Linked DNA regions of Mus musculus: all the other regions are linked to region 1. A link is a contact called in public Hi-C data. All regions are on one chromosome and are shown on one strand. The core of a region is the stretch at or near the end of the contact, and the rest is flanking DNA. Distances in the headings are between cores, read along the strand shown.

Evidence for each region. Hi-C and Micro-C count contacts between places; a contact is called where the count stands out from the background.
Region 2: a contact with region 1 is called in a Hi-C map of the N1E-115 cell line, with 4 times the contacts expected there. The contact joins two enhancer-like sites. A contact is called at or near these places in 1 of 39 promoter capture datasets (embryonic stem cells), 5 of 484 Hi-C or Micro-C datasets (the N1E-115 cell line, cerebellum, embryonic stem cells and 1 more), 1 of 115 datasets of contacts at active chromatin or transcription factors (embryonic forebrain) and 1 of 9 other capture datasets (embryonic stem cells).
Region 3: a contact with region 1 is called in a Hi-C map of cerebral cortex, with 4 times the contacts expected there. The contact joins two enhancer-like sites. A contact is called at or near these places in 2 of 39 promoter capture datasets (the C10 cell line and hippocampal neurons), 2 of 15 datasets of contacts at CTCF or cohesin (embryonic stem cells and stem cell-derived epiblast-like cells), 125 of 484 Hi-C or Micro-C datasets (the AtT-20 cell line, B cells, the BV-2 cell line and 66 more), 18 of 115 datasets of contacts at active chromatin or transcription factors (SST interneurons, astrocytes, craniofacial prominence and 11 more) and 3 of 9 other capture datasets (adipose tissue, embryonic stem cells and embryonic tail).

The regions. Positions count from the first base shown.
Region 1 is chr5:117,840,548-117,844,238 of GRCm38.p6, forward strand. No RefSeq gene overlaps it. Among named protein-coding and RNA genes, the nearest start is that of Nos1, 24 kb to the right of the region's middle. Within about 2 kb of position 1,649, at least 58 of the 459 cell types and tissues checked have an H3K27ac peak or open chromatin away from gene starts, as enhancers often do. A contact at or near this core is called in the N1E-115 cell line, cerebellum, cerebral cortex and 3 more, where this site is marked.
Region 2 is chr5:118,064,456-118,068,146 of GRCm38.p6, forward strand. It overlaps Fbxw8 (F-box and WD-40 domain protein 8), which reads right to left. Exons shown (of 11, transcript NM_172721.2): 11 at 526-3,691. The coding sequence ends at 3,630. Among named protein-coding and RNA genes, the nearest start is that of Gm30466, 4.2 kb to the right of the region's middle. Within about 2 kb of position 1,661, at least 59 of the 459 cell types and tissues checked have an H3K27ac peak or open chromatin away from gene starts, as enhancers often do. A contact at or near this core is called in the N1E-115 cell line, cerebellum and trophoblast stem cells, where this site is marked.
Region 3 is chr5:117,620,371-117,624,061 of GRCm38.p6, forward strand. The region is part of intron 5 of Ksr2 (kinase suppressor of ras 2); the gene reads left to right. Among named protein-coding and RNA genes, the nearest start is that of Gm42013, 140 kb to the left of the region's middle. Within about 2 kb of position 2,086, at least 16 of the 459 cell types and tissues checked have an H3K27ac peak or open chromatin away from gene starts, as enhancers often do. A contact at or near this core is called in cerebral cortex, hippocampal neurons and muscle stem cells, where this site is marked.

The DNA of each region.
Region 1 (3,691 bases), core at 399-2,898:
GGACGTATAGCTGGTCCTTGTGGGAGTCACATGGATGGCTGTTTTTCTCACAATGGGTTACTGTATGCCAGACACTAAACTGAGAGCATCACCACCATCCTTTGACCAAACCAGCCTTGCCACAGCCCCAAGACCCACAGCAGGCTCAGGAAGCAGGCTTCAGACTTGGCACACCCAGTCAGGAAGTGGCAGAGCCCTGGAGGCCGATGGAATCTCTCAGGCCCTCCCTGGGCACGGCCTCTTCACACCCCCACCAGCTTTTTCTTATGTTCCCCTCCTCCCCCCACCCCCTCAGTCTTCTTCCTGAACCCCCCCTCAAGGTTACACCCCTTTTCCTCAGACTTGCCATGTAAGATATCTGAAGACTATTTATGAGAGACAGGGAGGGGCAGCCTGGCCCTTGACCCGTGCAGATCGTACTCTGGGTGTGCGGTGCCTTCCACGGGAAGACAAAGATAGCAGCCAGGTGCCTGGGTGTGTGTGAGTCTGTTGTTTGGGTCTGAATCCTCCCCTTCCTTAAGTCCAACACCCCCACCCCCAACCCCGACACACACACACACACACACACACACACACACTTTTACCCCAAGAGTATGTGAGCAACAGCGACAGCTAAATGCAAAACCGCCTGTGCAATCTGTCCAGGAAGAAACAGCTTTGAAGACGGGTTTATATGGTTACCCATATGTTAGAGCCCCTAAGAAAGGAAGAAAAGGAGTTCTCTGAGTCTGCCCCTCCTCCAGCCTAGCTCCTGGCCTCTCCTGGCACTGGGGGTCTCCCAGCCATAGGGGAATAAAGACCCCCAGGGAGGGTTCACACCCCTCTCAGATGCCATGCATACACTCTGCTCCGGGGAGGGAAAAAAAAAAAAAAAAAGAACAGAATCAGGCATCCTTTCCAGAACGTCTGCCCACCCAAGAACCAGAACCGTATTCCAGGCTGGTTTCTGCTGGCTCCGTGAGGGGCTTCCTGCCCTGCCCTGAGGGGCTATGCTCTAGTTGTCCCATTAAGGAATCTTTCCACCAGGTAGGATAGAGACAACCACCTGCCTCAGCTAGATCTTCCTCTGCCCAAAAGAGCCTCTCTCCCCGCTGTGGTCACTACATCCAGTCCCCTTTAGGGTCCCCAATTTCTTCATTGTCTGTGTATGTGTTGATTTTTTTTTTTCTGATAGAAAAAAATGGAAATTAGGTTACATAAAAGATGTATGCTTCCAAGCCCAGAGCGGCCCTTTTAATGAGGGTTGCGACGTCTCCCTCCCCACGCCCATAAACCAGCCGGTTGGACGTCACCACTAATTCGTTTCAGCGGTGATAGGATAAAGCAGGGACATTAAGAAATAAATTCCCCCTCACGACCCTCACTGAGCTCGCTGCGCGGTCCCTGCGTATTGATGCAGCCGCAGGGCGCGAGCGGCTACTTAGCACAGCGGCTGCTACTAGGGGCAGCTGCGGCCGGGGTGAGCCAGGTTGCGCAAGGGGAAGCTGGCAGCTTCCAGTCCTGAACTTGGCTAGGCTAGAGCGGAGCGAGGCGGGAGCAAGAGGCTGGGAGGGGGGCGGGGAGCGCTCGCTCTGGAAGCTCCTACCCTGTGGCGCTGTTGGAGCCCGGAGCATCCTGCCCCGGAGCAAGGCTCTGGATCCGCGCGCTCAGCAGCTGCGGGAGGAGGAGGCGCGGAAGACGGGGTGAACAGCGTGATCCACAGCCCTGGAACTGCGCGGGCTCGGCAGCAGGTGAGTTCTCAGCCTTGGACCCAAGGTATCCCATGTACCTTCTCAGGGACCTGCGCTCCAGCTCCGGCGGGCGGTGTGCGCCCCAACTTGGCTCTCCTTGGCGGCCTGGCTCTCCGGGCAATGGGGCGTACCCGAGTCCAGGCTGTGAGCTCCTGGAAAGGTGGGTCCTGCCTCCTCGCTCCAACTTTACAAGGGCAAGGGACCCTCCCACCCATTCCCTGCACGTTCCCAACCTCCGTGTCACAATGGTAGAAATCCGATCGTAACCCCAGGCAATCTTGACCCCAGGGGCGTACGCACATAGCCTTAAGCTGGGGGGATACACAACCCTGGGGACCTTGGCACCTGCGGGGGGCCTCAACTTTCAGTCACCTCCTCCTCCAAGAGACCCGTTCCTCCTCTCTCCAGACACCCCCTGCCGCCCCCCCCCCCGTGACTCTGTTGGAGACTCTGGCTTGGCCAGAGGGGAGACCCAGCTGCAGGGTGGATTTGCTGGAGCGCTGTTCTTTGCTTTCCAACTTTGTCCCATCAGCCCTGTGCTCCCGCGGCTGGCATGATCCAGTGAAGCAGCTATTCCCCCACAACCCGGAAAGTTCACCTCTCCCGCCAAGGAGACGGTTAAGATCGCTCCGATGGTTCCCAGAGCAGAAGAGGGTCAGTCCGCCAGGGCTCGGGATCCCTGCCTTGCATCCAAATGGTTCAGGGGTGAGACAGGGTTTCCAGGAGACCTAGCTTCCCTGGACACTCGCGGACACTTGGGTCCTCACAGGACTCTTGGGTCGTGCCCTAGGGAACAAGGAAGTGGGAAGCTTGCCTTCACCCTAAGGGCAAGGTAGCCTCAGCATCCACGGCTGTCTACACACTGTGAACCTGGTTTTCTGGAGCAACAGAGGCTCACACAGGTGTACAGCCCCAGCAGGGACCGTAGAGTGATGCCCCTGGGGTTCTAATCCTAGAGCTACCGTTTCTGGTAAGTCTCTTCTCCCTCTCTCTAAGCCTCTGTTTTTCTCGTGCAGTGCGTGAAACAGAGAAGTGGCCCTTTCCTGGGGATTTGTTGGCAAACCTTTAAAACATCGTAAACGTTTACGTGAAGCTATGGGCAAGTGCTAAGTCCGCAGGAAATATTACTGGTGGTCGGGTCTGATGTAACCCAGGATAGATCCTGGGACCTCAGCGTCTTGTGGGTTCCCATAAACTAAACCGACGGTCCTCTGGAGGGTAATTAAGGCTGTGCCCACCTCCCTCTCCCAGTCTGTCCAAGCAGCCCCTGGAGAGATGCATCACATTTTGCTGCAGACGAGACTCTAGAAATGTTGTCTGACTCCTAGGAAACCCAACCCTTGCTTCATACACAAGGGTGGCAGGGGTGATATGCAGGCAACCCCGGGGTACCCAGGAAGTATCTACCACAAGAGTAGGGAGGACAGGAGAGAACCCCTCCAAAGGGAGTGTGGGGGGAAGTACCCCCTTGTCCATCCCTACCCAAACTGAGATCAGAGCAAAAAAGCAGGTTTTGGGGGGTGGCATTAGCACAGCTTCCTAGAGAATTGGTTTTCTTGATTGGATTTTTGCTTTTCTTTATTTTAAATGGAGGTTATCTTGGGGGGGTTGTTTTTTTAAACTTGGGGCATATGCCAGAATGGAATAGGGGTCAAGCCCACTCTTCATCATTGGGGGGGGGGGTTGTCTCAGCAGAAAGGTTTGCGAATCCTTCACAAGTTCTCCCATGATTGCCAATATCACTGCCCCAGCCCAGATTCTAGAAGAAACTGAGGGACGCGAGGCTTTGCGCATGCTGCAAGTGTCTACTGCATACAGGGCATACAGGATGCATCTGGAATAGCTTGGCTTTCCCAATACCTAGGATAACTACCTGCACCTCGATTTGCAGATGTAGAACCTGGGAGAGGGCAAACCAAGCCAGTTGCCCATAGTCAACAAGAAGACCTTCACCGGCTTCC
Region 2 (3,691 bases), core at 411-2,910, 220 kb after region 1:
GGTCTAGCAGGGAAGATGCTGTGATGGACGTTCATCAAGCGTGCTGGCTGGTGCTCCCCTTTGAGGGCCTACTAATGTCTTTGAAGCTCTGGGCACAGCTAATCCAAACAGCTAATTAAAACGAGATTGACTCACTGGGAGCCTAGTCCTCCAGGACCAGAAGCAAGCTCGTTTGTTCACAATGGCGAGGCCAGGCTGCCTCCCCACTGTCGAAACCACCAGGAGTACCAACTGCTTGGCTCCCAGCATGCTCTGCAGCTGCCTACCTAGGCAGGATAAAGACCATGAATTGGTGCAAACCTGCTCCCCAGGAGTACAGACTAATTCCTTGGTATCCCCCACCCTGGGGGACTTCTGGCTACTGCCCTGGGCAGCCTCACCAGTGGGCCGTGGGGTCTGCAGGGCAGGGAGGAAGCAGGTAGATTGTTTCTTGCAGGACTGTGTGTAGGTGGGTGGTGCTCCGCCCCTGTGCAGCCAGACCTCCCATCGCTGTGTGACACGAGCCAGATGAGGTGCCTCCATCATCAGTGTGAAGCAGGCTTTGTGCTAACATTTATTTGGGGACAGGTAAGTACAGGCTCTTCATCAACCACACTGAAGCTGACTTGGTGGCACCCAAGGCTACTGCTGAGGAGCTGGGAGTAGGGCTGTGGGTAGAGAAGCAGGCAGAGCTGGGGCCTCAGTGGCTGGGTGGAGGTTGGGTGTGCTCTCTATTCTGTAGCAGACTGAAAGCGAGATCTACCCTACAGTACTGTCCTGTTACTGACAATTGATTCTAGAGATTGGTCCTCAAACTTAAAATCCTCCTGAGTGGTGGGACACTCAGCGAGTGTGTGTGTGTGGCATCACAATGCTCTACTTATAAAGTTGTCCCCTCCCCCAGTTTGGTGGTGGTTGGAGGCTAATGTTTAATCTGATACTTTCCCCGGAGGGCTGTGTGATACAAACCTCATAGACATGGCTGGATGGATACCTGCAGCCTAGTGACACAGAACTTATGGGTAAGAAACAGAGCAAGCCCAGAGCAGCCTGCCACTCTGACCACTTGGCAAACCAGGCTCTTCGAGACGTGAACAAAGCCCCTCTGTTAGGTGGGAGAGGGCAGGCCCTCAGGTCTGATCCTCTGCAGTTGACCAGTCCAAGTTCCACTGTGCTGGAAGAGGCCCAAGTTGGTGGAAGGAGAGGCAGAAGTGCAAGTCACCTTGAGGTTTGGCAAACACCTGCCATAAAGGCTGTCCTTGTATGCCGTGACCTTGAGGGAGCCAGTGCCGGAACCAGGCCACTCCCGATGGCATCACTGGCACCTTTGTCTTCATGAGTTGGACAAATGCCAACAGGGCTTGGGGCAGGAACATGGCCACAGGAGGACTCGGAACTCTGGCCAGGGCAGGGTGGCAAAACAGTAACACTAAGCCAGCAAGGGACAGGCTTGTCCCCACAGGGAAAGTGGGGGGACTCAAAGGGCCCCTGCCGCGGTGAGAGGCAGCACGTCTGTCTTGGGAAGGGCAGCTGCCACAGCACAAGCTCGGCTCGGCCAGGCACAGGCTGGTGCTCCTCTTCTGTTCCAGGGAGAAGTTCCCTAGTGCACCGCAGTAGGCCCAGGCTGCTGCACAGGAGGGGCTCTGCCACCTCGCACACGGGCAGTGCTGGCCAAGTCACCGCAGGCCTGCCGCAGGAGCCAGGTAACCCATCTGGCTTGGCTGTGTGGGCCACGGTGCCATGGCCCGTGCCATCTGCTGCTTCAAGCAAGAGCCCATGGGTAGTGTCTCCATCTGAGCCACTGTCACGGGGCAGTCATCACCTGAAACCCCTCACTAGGGGAGGCTGTTCTTAATTCCAAGCAACTAACTAGCTCGTGGTACTGCCCTGCCCTGTAACAAGTGGACTGGGGCATGCCACCCTTATGGGGGTACCAAGTGCCCCTGCTGAGGGAGGCTGGCAATCCTGTCGCTCAGCTGAAAGACACCACAGTACCCTAGACTCTGCCATGGGAACTGCTGTCTGAGCTTCAGGAGCAGCATGTCGCCTGCATGGACAGCCTAGTCTGTGTGCACATGTCATGTTGTGCCCCTGCACCCCCAGCCGGGGGAAATAAACCAGACTACACAGGGCAGAGGAAGACTTCAAACGAGTCCTTACAGGAGCAGCACACACGCTCATCAGTGTAGAACCTTTAATAACAGAGCAGAAGTGGCCGCTTAAGGCAAAAGGCAAGCTGCAGATGTGTGACCACCCCTGGCTCCCAGGGCTGTGTCCTGGTGTCTTCTGGCTTCAGAGGCAGCACAGGGAGCCAGCCTGTCCCCCACCCTGGGAGCAGGTGCAGTGGCAGGAGCCAGCGAGGACAGATGCTCTGTGGGGGTAGGGGGCAGGGATTGGGGGCTAGAAGGGCATGTATGCTTGAAACTACTCTAGTCACCTCTGCTCTTCAGTGGCCTTTCATGGCTGCGAAGCCCAGAAAGGAGCTGACCGCACAGCCAATTTCTCTGACAGAAATGTCTCCAGTGGACAGCTTAGGACTGGGAATGCTCGAGTGAGGACACAGCAAGACCAGGCCAGCAGGGGGCGCCAGCCCAGCAAGAGGGAGGTGAGCTCCCCTGGGCACTTGTGCATGGGGAGAGGCCTCAATGCCAAGATCTGAGATCATGCCACAAACCCACTAGACTCCATCCCAGCACACAGGAGGAGACCACCAGGGCTCGGGGAGGGCACTGCACACCCTCTCAGGCCTTCCAGCACCTTCCTGCTGCCAGCCTGGGATCCACCCCATGGAGCTCCCCCACCCCCCTCTTTTTTCTTGCTCTCGGCAGACCCAATGTGGAGTTTGCCAGCCCACTTGTTTTTTGAGCTGGTATTCCCTGGGAGAGGAACTTTGTCTCCTGAGACCTGGTGGCCTCTGTGCAGGTGTGTTAGGTGCCTGGTCTGTGGGGATTCTGAAGAGCTCTGACTGGGTCTCCTGGCCACTATGTGTGGATTTGTCCATGACACTCTGAAGGCAGAGTGGGTGAGCTATGGCTGCGTTTGTCAGGAAGAGACACCACCGGCTAGGCTTGGAGACTGACCCTATCCCTGTGCAATGACCCTTTCCCTCTGCAGGAAGGATGGCTGTCTCCTTCATAGCACATGTACAGGACAGAACAGCTCCTACAGGTAAGGTGGCCCTATAATTATCAACGGTGTGAATCCCAGAGGAGGGGCTGCACTGGAGGGTGCCTGGAGGAGACAGCTGGGGAGGCTGACAGCTGGGGAGGCAGCTTGGAGGCTGACGCTTGCCTATGCGTGTGAGATTCTGGTTCCACCCTCAGCACCACACCCAGGAGACAGTGCAAGTGAAGGCCCTGTGTCCCTGGCCTATGGAACGAGGGGGGGTGTCACTGCTGCCATAGGCTGAGGGGGAGGAGCCACCCCTGGAAAGGTTAACTCTGAGTCATCAGCCAGTCCTACCAAAGCCTGAGGAGGAGGAGGAGGAGGAGAAAGGCAGCAATGGAGTCTGGTTCTGTACAGGGCAACAGGGCTGTGTGGCCACAGTCATACAGGACACTGTCCCCAAACTCCCACCATGTGCTGCAGAGCCTCTCTCCAACTCTAACATTTGTAAAACTGCCCTTTCCACGTCTACATGAGGTGACACCCTAAATACTGTCATGGGGGAAAGACAGTGCGAGGTCATAGCTGTATCCAGCCATGATGTCAC
Region 3 (3,691 bases), core at 836-3,335, 220 kb before region 1:
CAAAATGCAAGACGTCATTCTCCCATGCCTCCGCTTACCCTGATACTGCTATACCAAGTGTGAGTTGAGCACACCAGGAGTTGAAAGGTATCAGATAGAGGAAATGTACTGAGTCCCACAGCTTAGCAGCTGGAATTGTGCCCAGACCTGTCTCAGGGAGCATTGTCCAGGCATCCCCCAAAGATGCTGCATCCAGCATGCCTTAATGTGCTAGAATACACCCATCAGCCTGAAGATGGCAAACTCTTAGAACCCAAGCTTATGCTTTCTGTTGTGTAGCTTTCCTGGGAATGAAAGCACGGTGAGTAGGCTGTGTGAACATGTCCCCCCCTCCCCGCCACTCCCCGTCCCCTGCTGCCCTCTGACCTGTGAAGTATCACATGTCAGGGGCATCCTGTGTCCTTCCTGTGTTGCTCAGGCATGTCTGACTGGGACTCCTCCTGTGGTGGTCTGTATATGCTCAGGGAGTGATGTGATTAGAAGGTGTGGCCCGGTGGCAGTAGTGTGGCCTTGTTGGAGTGGGCATGGCCTTGTTGGACAAGGCATGGTCTTGTTGGAGTAAGTGTGTCACCATGGGTGTGGGCTATGAGACCCTCATCCTAGCTGCCTGGAAGTTAGTCTTCTCCTAGCGGCCTTCAGATGAAGATATAGAACTCTCAGCTCCTCCTGCACCATGCCTGCCTGGATGCTGCCATGTTCCTGCCTTGATGATAATGGACTGAACCTCTGTACCTGTAAGCCAGACCAAATTACATGTTGTCCTTATAAGTAAGAGTTTCCTTGGTCATGGTATCTGTTCACTGCAGTAAAACCCTAACTAAGACAGCTCCACACACCTGGGTTTTTTTTTGTTTTTGTTTTTGTTTTTTGTTTTTTGTTTTTTTTTGTTTTTTAAGCCCAGCAAGCCACAAACATGTGGCTCTTTGTAGAATTGTCTCCAACCCCAGCTGCTGTAGAAGAGGCTATTTCTAAATATCCTTAAAACTCTATTTCAGAGTGAGTATGCTCCACCTACCAGGATGTAGAGAAGGTAGGGTCAGGGCTGGTACTTAGAGCTTTGTGTCTTGGTAAGGGGAATTCTTGAAGCTGTTTGCACGTATGGTCGGATGGGGGTGATTTGTAAACCTTGACAGTGGTGATAATACCAACAGCCATTGGTGTTCACTGTGCTGTGACAGCATCATGAGCCTGTCCAAAGGCCCTCCCCCTCTGTCGTTCATGTGTCATGATCTTCTAGAACGTTAAGACTTTCATCATCCACTTTTCAGAGATGAAGAAACGAGGCTGAAGTTGGGGACCTGGCCAAAGGTCATAAGGTCATGAAAGCAGAGAAGGACCAAGCCATTTTGCAAGGCCACCTTCCTTACCCTCGTGCCTCTGTTTTTTTGTTTTTTGTTTTTGTTTTTGTTTTTCCTGGTTTGGAGAACTATCAGGTGGTTTTGTGGAAGATGTCAGCACTCTGTATCCCCCACGTGTTAGCCCACTCCCCACCCCCTGGGCTCTGCTGTTAATATTCACTGCATCGATGGGCCCAGGTGGTGGCCAAATCTGATGGGGTAGGCAGCTGCAGAGAGTGGCTCCTGGCAGCTTCTGTGACTCACTCATCCTGACTGTCCCCTGTTGAAGCTGAGGAATGATCTAGCAATCCCAAAGAGCTCTGGGGGGTTCCATGTTAGCTGCCTGTGACCCTCCCAGCCTTTTAGGGCAACAAGGGGCTATAACTCTGTGACTTCCCTACCATGATCATCATGGTGGCAGCTGGAATCATTCCCCTTCAGTTGATCCCTTAGAAGATGCTATACCCCATCTGGGATGTCCCTCCAGCCTCTATGGGCATCACCACTTCTATATGCAGTTCCTATCCCTTGTCCTGGAAACAAGGAGAGGAGTTGACCACCAGCCAAGAACTCGACCTTGTGTGTACCTGGAGGCTGAGTCAGATCTGGGTGTGACAGGGGGCGGCTATAGCAGGTGGCAGTGAAGGTGACGAAGCTGAACCGCCGGCCATGTTCCCACCAAGGCAACTGCTGGGGTTATAAAGATACCCGGGATGGGGCTGATTATATAATGGGGTTTAATGAGGCTTGAAGCCAAGGCTCATTACCCCTAGAGGAGGGGGAGGAGACGTGCGCATCTCTGTAGAAGCTGGCAGCCTGAACCGGAGGCGCATCTTACAACCGGGACCGATCATCCTACTGTGGGGAGATCCTGGCTCAGGGGAGGCAACTGCAATAGGGAACATATACCCCATGGGGCTGACCCGAAGGGTGCTGCTTACTGGGAAGGATTAAATGGTGGTGCTGATGTTGGTGTCTGGGTCCTGCCCTTGTGCTGGCCCGTCAGACCCAGGACTTGCTTGGCATCTAGTTCAGAATTCCAGGCTCTGAGGCGTCCATTGTGTGAATTCCCTGGTCCATTCCGCAAGGCGCGGGAGTGTCTGCTTTGTAGGCATGAAAAGTTGTCCACTTCAGGATAAAATGATGCATAGCTGTCCGTCACATAAAGCCCTGCTTGCTGCAGCTACCACTTGCTCCATCCTGTCTCTGCCTCTGTCTTTGTCTGTCTCTGTGTCTCTCTCTGTCGCTCTCTGTCTTTCTCTCTGTGTCTCTCTCTCTCTCTGTGTCTCTGTCTCTCTCTGTCTCTCTGTCTCTGTCTCTGTCTCTCTCTCTCTCTCTCTCTGTCCCTCAGTGCCTCTCCTTGTTTCCAGGACAAGGGATAGAAACTACATATAGAAGTGGTGATGCCCATAGAGGCTGGAGGGACATCCCAGATGGGGTATAGCATCTTCTAAGGGATCAACTGAAGGGGAATGATTCCAGCTGCCGCCATGATGATCATGGTAGGGAAGTCACAGAGTTATAGCCCCTTGTTGCCCTAAAAGGCTGGGAGGGTCACAGGCAGCTAACATGGAACCCCCCAGAGCTCTTTGGGATTGCTAGATCATTCCTCAGCTTCAACAGGGAACAGTCAGGATGAGTGAGTCACAGAAGCTGCCAGGAGCCACTCTCTGCAGCTGCTTACCCCCATCAGATTTGGCCACCACCTGGGCCCATCCATCGTTGCGGTGAATACCATACTCTCCGTGGTCAGTTTAACCTTAGTGATGGACAGGGCTTCTATCTTCAAAGTGCGTCCTAGATGGCCCCCACCATCAAGAGCCACACATAAACATATGGTAGAAATATAAATATAAATGGTTTATGGGTTCAGGGGCTCACACCTGTCACCTCTATACTGGGGGGGGGGCAGAGGCAGGAGGACCCAGAATTTGAGACCAGTCTAATCTCCTTAGCTAGACTCTCTTGCCCAAACAAACACATGTAAACTCTTTCTGTTGTCCCTTACCCATTGAATGGGGGGGGGGGGACCAGGGAAGGGGGTCTCCCTACCTGAGTTTTCACAAACCCTACCCCTACTCAGCAGGTTCAGCAAGTCAGAATACCTGGGCACTTTACATTTTGAAATGCCGTCCTCCCCAATTCAACTGAGGGCAAAAGTATTTAAGTCATCGACTGATCCTCTCTGAGCTGGCCCGCTTTTTGCTTTTCAGTTTTTTTCTTAAACAGTATGGTGTAATGCCTCTTTCACACACTTGGATTCTCTGCTTGGTAGTGTTGTAAGCAGCCAGAGCTAATGGAAGGTGTACACGGACCCTGGGCAAGCATTGGTAATTTTGGTACCCACAGGTTTT